2 separate regions of the Canis lupus genome follow, and region 2 is linked to region 1. The links are chromatin contacts, called in public Hi-C maps. All regions are on one chromosome and are shown on one strand. The core of a region is the stretch at or near the end of the contact, and the rest is flanking DNA. Distances in the headings are between cores, read along the strand shown. Region 1 holds the start of HECTD3 (E3 ubiquitin-protein ligase HECTD3). Region 2 holds the start of PTCH2 (protein patched homolog 2).

The links. A called contact is a pair of places that touch in the nucleus more often than the background predicts.
Region 2: a Hi-C map of amygdala shows a contact between it and region 1, with 5 times the contacts expected there. The contact joins the promoter of PTCH2 here to the promoter of HECTD3 in region 1. A contact is called at or near these places in 3 of 9 Hi-C or Micro-C datasets (amygdala and blood).

The regions. Positions count from the first base shown.
Region 1 is chr15:15,409,336-15,413,675 of UU_Cfam_GSD_1.0, forward strand. It overlaps HECTD3 (E3 ubiquitin-protein ligase HECTD3), which reads left to right and starts at 2,295. Exons shown (of 21, transcript XM_038558250.1): 1 at 2,295-2,726; 2 at 2,885-3,045; 3 at 3,283-3,375; 4 at 3,455-3,590; 5 at 3,865-3,980; 6 at 4,067-4,180; 7 at 4,328-4,340. The coding sequence starts at 2,358. UROD (uroporphyrinogen decarboxylase) reads right to left here and starts at 136. Exons shown (of 9, transcript XM_038558251.1): 1 at 17-136. The coding sequence starts at 36.
Region 2 is chr15:15,579,232-15,583,571 of UU_Cfam_GSD_1.0, forward strand. PTCH2 (protein patched homolog 2) reads left to right here and starts at 1,959. Exons shown (of 24, transcript XM_038558255.1): 1 at 1,959-2,142; 2 at 2,590-2,782. The coding sequence starts at 2,071.

The sequences.
Region 1 (4,340 bases), core at 1,045-3,544:
GGTGCAGAGAACTCACCCCAACCCGTTCGTCTCCATGATAAGCCTTCGGTAACTGCGAGCGCAGTCCTCGCTGTAACCTCAACCGGAGCATAGTCTGAGATCAGGCTCCACCCCTTCCTGCAATGAGCCAAGGCCGCCGCCATGCTGAAAGTCACATGATCAGATCCCGGCAAACGCTCCTGGGCTGCCCCAGCTGCTGCCCGGAGGACCCCCACTACCTCTCTGCACCGTAAAGACCGCTGTAGCGTCGCAGCAACACCCCCACCCCCCACCCCCGGCCAAGAACTCCGCTATAACTACGCCTTTCGGTCTCATCAGGACCTTCCTCTCCTTTGATGACCTGGAAATCCCGAAGTTTCGGCCTAACACTCACTTTTACTCCCATGCCTCATGATTCTAATAACCTTATGCCTAGCAACCAGACACACAGTGGATTAAGGAACCAAGCTGCACAGGGAAATGAAATCATCAAATACTTATATTACTGGGGCACCTGGGTGGCTCAGTCAGTTAAGTGTGGGACTTGTGATTTCTGCTCAGGTCATGATCTAATGGGTGGTGTAATCTCCCCCTCCCCTCAGTGGGGCTCCACACTCCTCCTGAAGTCTGCTTGGGAGACTCTCCCTCTGCCCTTCCCCCCACTCATGTGTCCGAAATCCAGGCAACTCTCTCTTTAGAATAAATAAATCTTTAAAAATATATATTACCTACTAAGGCTAGCACTATAGTTGGTGCAGAAGTTACAATGATGACCAAGACAGCCCTTTCCTTTAAGGAGCTACAGACTGGTGGATCAGCAATCATAATAGTAAACGTTTTAAGAGTAAAAAGCTAGACAGCAAGGGCTCCTCCCTTAACTGGGGAAAGCGGTGGAGGTGTTCCAAGCAGAGGGAATAGCACGTGCAAAGAGAAGATGCAAAAGAACAAATGGCTATTACGGAAACCAGAAAAATCAACCTAGTGGAATTAAAGAGACTCTAGATGTCTTCAGGGTCCAGGTCCTGGGGGCCCTCGTTAGAGTAATGTGTCCACTTTATTCCGTAGAAGCATGGTAGCATACAAATAGCTCAGAGAGAAGAGAAGAGGGGCACTATGTTCCCAACTTACTAGGAAGAAAAGAAAAAGGGGGAAACTGTCAAAATGATATGAGATCATATATTATTTCTTTCTTGGTAACTTTGATTATTTGAAAACTATATCAAAACAAAGTTTCCATCCAAGTGTCCATCAACAGATGAATGGGGTATAGGTAAAAGGGATTATTAGTCAACCCATAAAAAGGAATTAAGTTCAATTCATGCTATCATATTGTTGTGATACTATTGTAAGTGAAATAAGACAGACCCTAAAAGACAAATATTATATGGGTCCATTTATGAAATATCTAGAATAGGCTAATTCATAGAGGCAGAAAGTAGACTGGAGTTTACCATGGCAGCCATTTTTTTTTTAATTTATTGCAGTTCTTTACTGCTTAAAGAGAAAGCCTTTCTGTTTGGAGTGATGAGAAAGTCTTGGAAATAGGTAATTGTACTCTTAAAATGGTTAACATGGCAAAAATTTTGTTGCACTTATTTTATCACAATTTTAAAAAACTAATATATCAAAAACCACTGAATTGTACACTTCAAATGAGTGACTTATATGGAGTATGAATTACATCCCAATAAAACATTTTTAAAACTGTTTGCAGGGGAGACAAAGTTTCCTTTTTCCCCCATGATTATACTTCATCAACAGCTCCTGTCCATGTTTTTGCCTCCATCCTATCTAGCCACCTTGAACCTATCTTCCCACATCAGACCTTTCCTCTCATCTGGTTCAGAATTACTGAGAGAAATTGGAACATGATCACCAGTGCCCTAGAATTAGGAGTAGCCGCCGGGATGAAGCCCGAACCACTCAAGACTCCCGAGGAGGGGATTATTCTCCCAAACATTTTAGCACCACTATCCCTAGGATGAGGAGGAGCCTGAGAGGATGTCTAGCACTCGCGGTGGGAAGGCAAAAAAAACAAGAGGGCAGAGAGCCAGAAAAATGGCTGTTGCAATGATCCAGGCTAGATAGGATGGTGGTTCGATGAGAGTAAAAAACGGCAGCAGCAATGAGGATAGACAGGGAGAGACCGATCAGCCAGAGACTACTGGACTTGGGTTTGGTTGGCTGAGTAGGAGGCACATCGGTTTGTAACACATTGACGTATCCGAGTACACAGGGTAATACGGCGAGCACGCGGGGTGCCTTTAGTCCAGGACTTACGGCGCAGGCGGGGCAGGCGGTGGGAAGCTCGGTCGGCCTCGGCGGCGGCGGCTCCCGGAGCCGGACGGCCGCCGCGGGCTCTGGTCTGCCGCTTCGCCATGGCTGGTCCCGGCCCGGGCGCGGCTCTCGAGTCCCCGCGGCAGCTGCTGGGCCGCGTGCGCTTCCTGGCAGAGGCGGCGCAGAGCCTCCGCGCAGGACGGCCGCTGCCGGCGGCGCTGGCCTTCGTGCCACGCGAGGTGCTCTACAAGCTCTACAAGGACCCGGCGGGGCCGTCGCGCGTGCTGCTGCCGGTGTGGGAGGCGGAGGGCCTGGGGCTGCGTGTGGGAGCCGCGGGCCCGGCCCCCGGAACCGGCTCCGGGCCGCTCCGCGCCGCCCGCGACAGCATTGAGCTCCGGCGCGGCGCCTGCGTGCGTACTACCGGCGAGGAGCTGTGCAACGGCCACGGGCTGTGGGTGAAGCTGACCAAGGTACCGCCCGCGCCGGGGGCGCCCCACGCGGCTCCCCTCCCATCCCCCGCACGGCGCTCGCGCGGTTCCGCGTCCTTTGCCTGGGGCTGGGCAGGGCAGGGCGGGCCGGCCGCTGGGCAGGGCCCCGACGGCTGTCCCCAGCGTGCGCGTCTCGGCAGGAGCAGCTGGCGGAACACCTGGGCGACTGCGGGCTGAACGAGGGCTGGCTGCTGGTGTGCCGCCCGGCGGAGGGCGGGGCCCGCCTCGTACCCATCGACACCCCAGACCACCTCCAGCGGCAGCAGCAGCTCTTCGGCGTGGACTACCGACCGGTGCTCAGGTCCTGCACTGGAAAGGCCGAGGCTGGCTGCTCGGCGGCACGGCCCGGAAGGGTCGGAAACTAGCCTGGCACCGGCTGGGAGCTGGGATGAGGAGAGGAAGGGGCGGGCCCTGAATGGGCCTGGGGTGGAGCTTCTGGAGGCACGGTTGGGGAGAGTCAACGCTGGGGGCAGCTCTCCGGGGGTGTCCTGTTGACCGCCGAGGCCTCCCGGTCCCATCCCCTACTCTGTGCCCGCAGATGGGAACAGGTGGTGGACCTGACATATTCTCACCGCCTTGGATCAAGGCCCCGGCCAGCCGAGGCGTACACGGAAGCTGTACAAAGATTACTGTGAGTGAACCGGAGTGGGATAGGGAGGAAGAACCTCCGGGTCCGGGCCTGACCTAATTAGGGACTTGGGGTTGCTTAGCTATGTGCCCCCGACGTGGACCTACGAGTGCGACGAGGACCTGATCCACTTCTTGTACGACCACCTGGGCAAGGAGGATGAGAACCTGGGTAGCGTGAAGCAGTATGTGGAGAGCATAGACGTTTCCTCCTACACGGTGGGTTCTGGGACTCTTCCCACCCCAAGCAAGATGTCGCTTCTTGCTAGATCCAGAACCCTCACCTTTAGGCCAGGGCCAAAACCCCACACACCAGACTCAGTCGAGCACCCCATTCTGGAAGTTCTATAGGAATCCCTAGACACTTCCACTCACCAGCTGCGCTTTCAACCCAGCTCCATGTGTTTTCTCTCTTTTGCTCCCTGGCCCAAAGCACACTCTGCAGTGCACGGAGTGGGATAAACACCGACTCCACCTCTCTTACCCTCCCTAGGAGGAGTTCAACGTGTCGTGCCTGACAGACAGCAACGCAGACACCTACTGGGAGAGTGATGGGTCCCAGTGCCAGCACTGGGTACGGCTTACCATGAAAAAGGGCACCATTGTCAAGTGAGTGGGCTCTGAGGTAGGACGGAGTGGGTAGGCCTCATGCCTGTAAGTGTACAGAGGCCCATGTGCATACTCTGACCATCCAGGAAGCTGCTACTCACAGTGGATACTACAGATGACAACTTTATGCCTAAGCGGGTGGTGATCTATGGGGGCGAAGGGGACAACCTGAAGAAGCTGAGTGACGTGAGCATTGATGAGTGAGTGAGCAAGCTGGTCTGGGAGGGGAGATGGGGCATGATCCTAGCAATGGGGCCTGGCCCCACTTGGAAGCATAAGGTCAGATGAGAGCCTAGCAATGCATGAAGGCAAAGGGTACTCAAGGTGCCTCACATCCATCTCCTCAGGACCCTGATCGGA
Region 2 (4,340 bases), core at 709-3,208, 170 kb after region 1:
CCGGGTCTCCAGGATCACACCCTGGGCTGAAGGCGGATGCCAAACCGCTGAGCCACCTGGGCGTCCCAAATGTGCTGCTTTCAATGTGTAGTTACTACTGGCCAACAGCCTCATACATGTGTTATTTCCTCTATAGGCTGGACGAGTGGACCAATAGATGTCACAAACCTGTTAGGTGTTAATCCCCTCAGCGTAAAGTTTCCCTTTCCACAGGACTAAGGCTCTGAAAATAATGTTAATTAATAAAATCTTTATAAAAAAAAAAACGAAAATAGGGCAGCCCCGGTGGCCCAGCGGTTCAGCGCCGCCTTGAGCCCAGACTATGATCCTGGAGCCCCTGGATCGAGTCCCACATCAGGCTTCCTAGGCGGAGCCTGCTTCTCCCTCTGCCTGTGTCTCTGCCTCTCTCTCTGTCGTGAATAAATAAATAAAATCTTTAAAAAAAAGAAAATAAACGAAAATAATGTTAATGGACACATTTTCAAAAAGCAATTTGGTAATGTGTAGCAAGAGCTGTAAAAAATGTTCATATTTTTTGACCCAACACCCTCACTTCTGGGAATGTGTCCTAAGGACGTTCTCCAAATGACTGATACAAAGACTATGTAGTAACATGAAATGTTAATGATGTAATGATAAACAAGTCTGGAAGAATTGACCAAGAAATTGGCCAGAGAAAGTAGTAGTTGTGTTAGAGTAATGAGTTTATTGAAGATTATTTTTCTCTTTTCCAAGTCTTACATGTTAAAATGTTGACTTTACCCTCCTCTACCACTCAGGGTTAATCATTCAGAAACCTGGCAGAAACAATACTCAGAATAGTTGATGAAAATTTAATAAAGGAACTGTTCCCTGTTTCCTGTCCTTTCCGCTCTGGTTTCTGCAACTCTCAGTGAGTCACTCAATCATTACTGAGCACCTACTTCTTGTCTAGTGAGGGAGGCAGGCTTTCAAGTACATAAGTTGTGTTATAAATGCAATAATAAGTAGTGTGTTATAAGGAGCACAATGAAAGCAGCAACTATCAGGTGGGAGGTGTGAATCCAGGAAGGCTTCAAAGGGATGATTGGAGGGGGCCTGGGGGGCTCAGTGGTTGAGCGTCTGAGTTTGGCTCAGGTCATTATCCTGGGTCCTGGGATCTAGCCTGCTTCTCCCCCTGCCTATGTCTCTGCCTCTCTCTGTGTGTCCCTCGTGAATAAATATATAAAATCTTTTTGTTTTTAAAGAGGGATGGTTGGTTTCTGTTCAGCTTTGAAGGTTGCCTTCCAAGACAACAGGGCCACGACGCGTCCAGTGGCAGAGAAGCCTGCGACAGCATGATGCCTTTAGGAAGTTACATCTAACTCTGCGGGGCTGGAAGGACCATTGGGTGGGTGTGAAGGAACTACAGAGAGCAGGCGTTAGATCGCGCAGGGCTCCGTGCTCCAAATGTGCTCTGTACTTGGGAGCTATCGTCATATTTGCGTTTTAGAGAGGGATGGGTCTGGCCTCGGCAAAGACCGGACAGTAGGGGCAGGAATGGAAGCAGAAAAGGGTGAAGTCTTGGGGCGTCGGCTGGGTCGGCCAGCAGATCCCCCTTCTCCGCTCTGGCGCCTCCTGGCCGCCGCCGGGCCAGCGCCGCGCCTCCCGGGATCCCCTCCCCGCGGCTCCCCGGGGCCCCCGCGGGCGGCCGGCAGCGAGGCGCGGGGGCGCCCTGCCTGGGTGGTCTCCCGCCCCGCCCCCCGCGGCGCCGTCGCCTAGCAGCGGATCCTGCCGCGCGGCCCCGGGTAATTTGCGGACCCTCAGCCAATCGGAGGGCGGCGTCCCGGCCCGCTCCCTTTTTCTGCAGCCAGGGACGCCTCCCCTCCGCACTGCGCTCGCCACCTCCAGCGGCGCGGCCCGGCGCGGGCCGGTAGCTGTGCCTGCGCCCGGGCCCGTCGCCCCCGCCGCCGCCCCGCCCCGCCCCGCCCCCGCCGCTCACCCACCCCGCGGGCCCCGACGCGGGGCTCCCGGGCAGGGGTCCGAGGCCGGCTTATGGGGAATCCCAGATAACGCGGGTTGGGGGCGCCCACGCCCCCCATCCCCGCCGGCATGGCCCGGCCGCCGCCGCTCCAGGAGCTGCCCCCTGGCTATACACCCCCAGCTCGAGCCACGTCGCCCCAGGTGAGTGGAGGGGAAGCCGGGGGAAGAGACCCTGGGCCCGGGTCTGTCACTCCGCAAGGTGTGATGTCGCCCAAGTGCAGGGCTCTAGCCCCGGTTAAGCGTGCGCGCGCTTCTGCGCCTCCTGGGCATCTGCCCCGTGAGGGTGTCTGGGTCTCCCCTCTGTCCACCTGAGAACAGACGTGTGCGTGTGTGTCCTCCTCTCAGGAGACGACCTGCGCTTTCCTGGGGTGTGTATTGGGTGGAGGCTAGGAATAGAGTCAGATCTTTTCCAGCTTTGGGCCTGTGTCCGTGTAGGTCCCACCTGTCCTGCATCCAGAAGCCAAGAACCTGGGGCTTGGCAGAGGGTGTCCCTAAGGAGAAAGGGGCGGGGGGGGGGGGGGGGGGGGAGGGGGGGAGTTCATGCATCGTTGCGGTAATGCCTGGCTGACCCTTCTCTCTCCATCCCAGATCCCAGCCGGGAGCCTGAAGGCTCCACTCTGGCTTCGCGCTTACTTCCAGGGCCTGCTCTTCTCTCTGGGCTGCGGGATCCAGAGACACTGTGGCAAAGTGCTCTTCCTGGGCCTCTTGGCCTTCGGAGCCCTGGCACTGGGTCTTCGCGTGGCCATCGTTGAGACAGACCTAGAACAGCTCTGGGTGGAAGGTGAGTTGTGGACACTAGTCATGGACTTGGGTATGGTGAGCCCCAAACAAGAGCAGGGTGAGGACCTGGCGGCCAAGTTCTAGTGGGCTCAGCTCTGGGTCTGGGGAGGGTACCTGCCCGCCAGAACCTGGGCATCTGGGAGTAGCTCCCTCTTACACCTGTAAATAGACATCTGCTGATGGGGGAGTCCTGAGAATAGGTATATAGAATAGTTTATCTGTGAGTTTGTGTGTCTGTTTATTTAGCAATTCTTGCCAACTTTTTATGTATATTTTTTACTACATGGCAGGGTTTGCAAAGACGGCCAAGATCTTTCGGTAGCAAGGAAAGTAAAATATGTGCTGGGATAAAATACACCATAGAATATAGAGCAGAGTATGATTATGATGAAGAAGAAGAGGAGGCAGGGAGAGATCACACCTGACCAGGAGAATCAAGAAAATTACAACTGGGATGGGGAAACTGAGTAAATTTGCTGGCAGGCCTCAGTGGAGAGGTCCCATGCACCTAGAGTCCCATGCACCTAGGCCCCCTACAACCATTTAGTGGGGAAAAAAAAAATGGTACCGGGTCTACACTTTGAGGCAACAGCGATGTCAAATGCAACCAAATCCTCACTTCCTAATGGAATCATTAGATAAAAATGATTTCTTATTAATAATTTTAGCATAACTCCCCTGTCCAGGGGCTCAGTGTCATATGCTGGCCCTTGATTAGAGTCACCCTCTCCTCTGTTCTTTCCTGGGAAATCTGCATTTGTGGGTTCCCCCAAACCTCCCCCAGCCCTGGCCCACACCCAAAGGCAGGGCCAGGTTAGAGTCTCACACCCTTGAGTTATTTCAAATGCTGGCAAGCCCTAGGATGCAGAGCAGATGTTTCTTGGAGCCTGCCTGCCTGCCTGTTAGGCTCTCACACCCCATCCCCACCCCTACCCCAGCCCTCTGCAGGCTCACACATACATACACACTCCAGGCCAGCCCTGGAGTCCAGAGCAGATGTTTCTCTGTGCCTGCCTGCCTGCCTGCCTGCCCCCAGCCCCAGGACACACATGTGCATACATGCACATACACATACCCCCACCCACACTACTGCTGCCTGGGTGGTCCCAAATGACTGCTGGATTTCCTGCCACAATAGAAGCTGTCTCCCCCCTCTTCCTCCTTCTCCATTTCCCAGATCTTGCCCATCTAAACACCGCTTGAACCTCCACGTTCCTCATCTTCTCTCCTACACTCCAGCATAGGACAGGCTACATCCCACCAGGTTTTTTTGCTGCTGTTTATAGCGGGGTGATTGGTGGTAGCCAATTCCTAGGGCTTTTTTTTTTTTTTTTTTAAGATTTTATTTATTCACACAGCGAGAGAGAGAGAGAGAGAGAGAGAGAGGCAGAGACACAGGCAGAGGGAAAAGCAGGCTCCATGCAGAGAGCCTGACGTGGGACTCGATCCTGGGTCTCCAGGATCAGGCCCTGGACTGAAGGCGGCGCTAAACCGCTGAGCCACCCTGGCTGCCCCTTCCTTTATTTCAGAATACTGCTGTGTCCCGTATCAGATAGGGC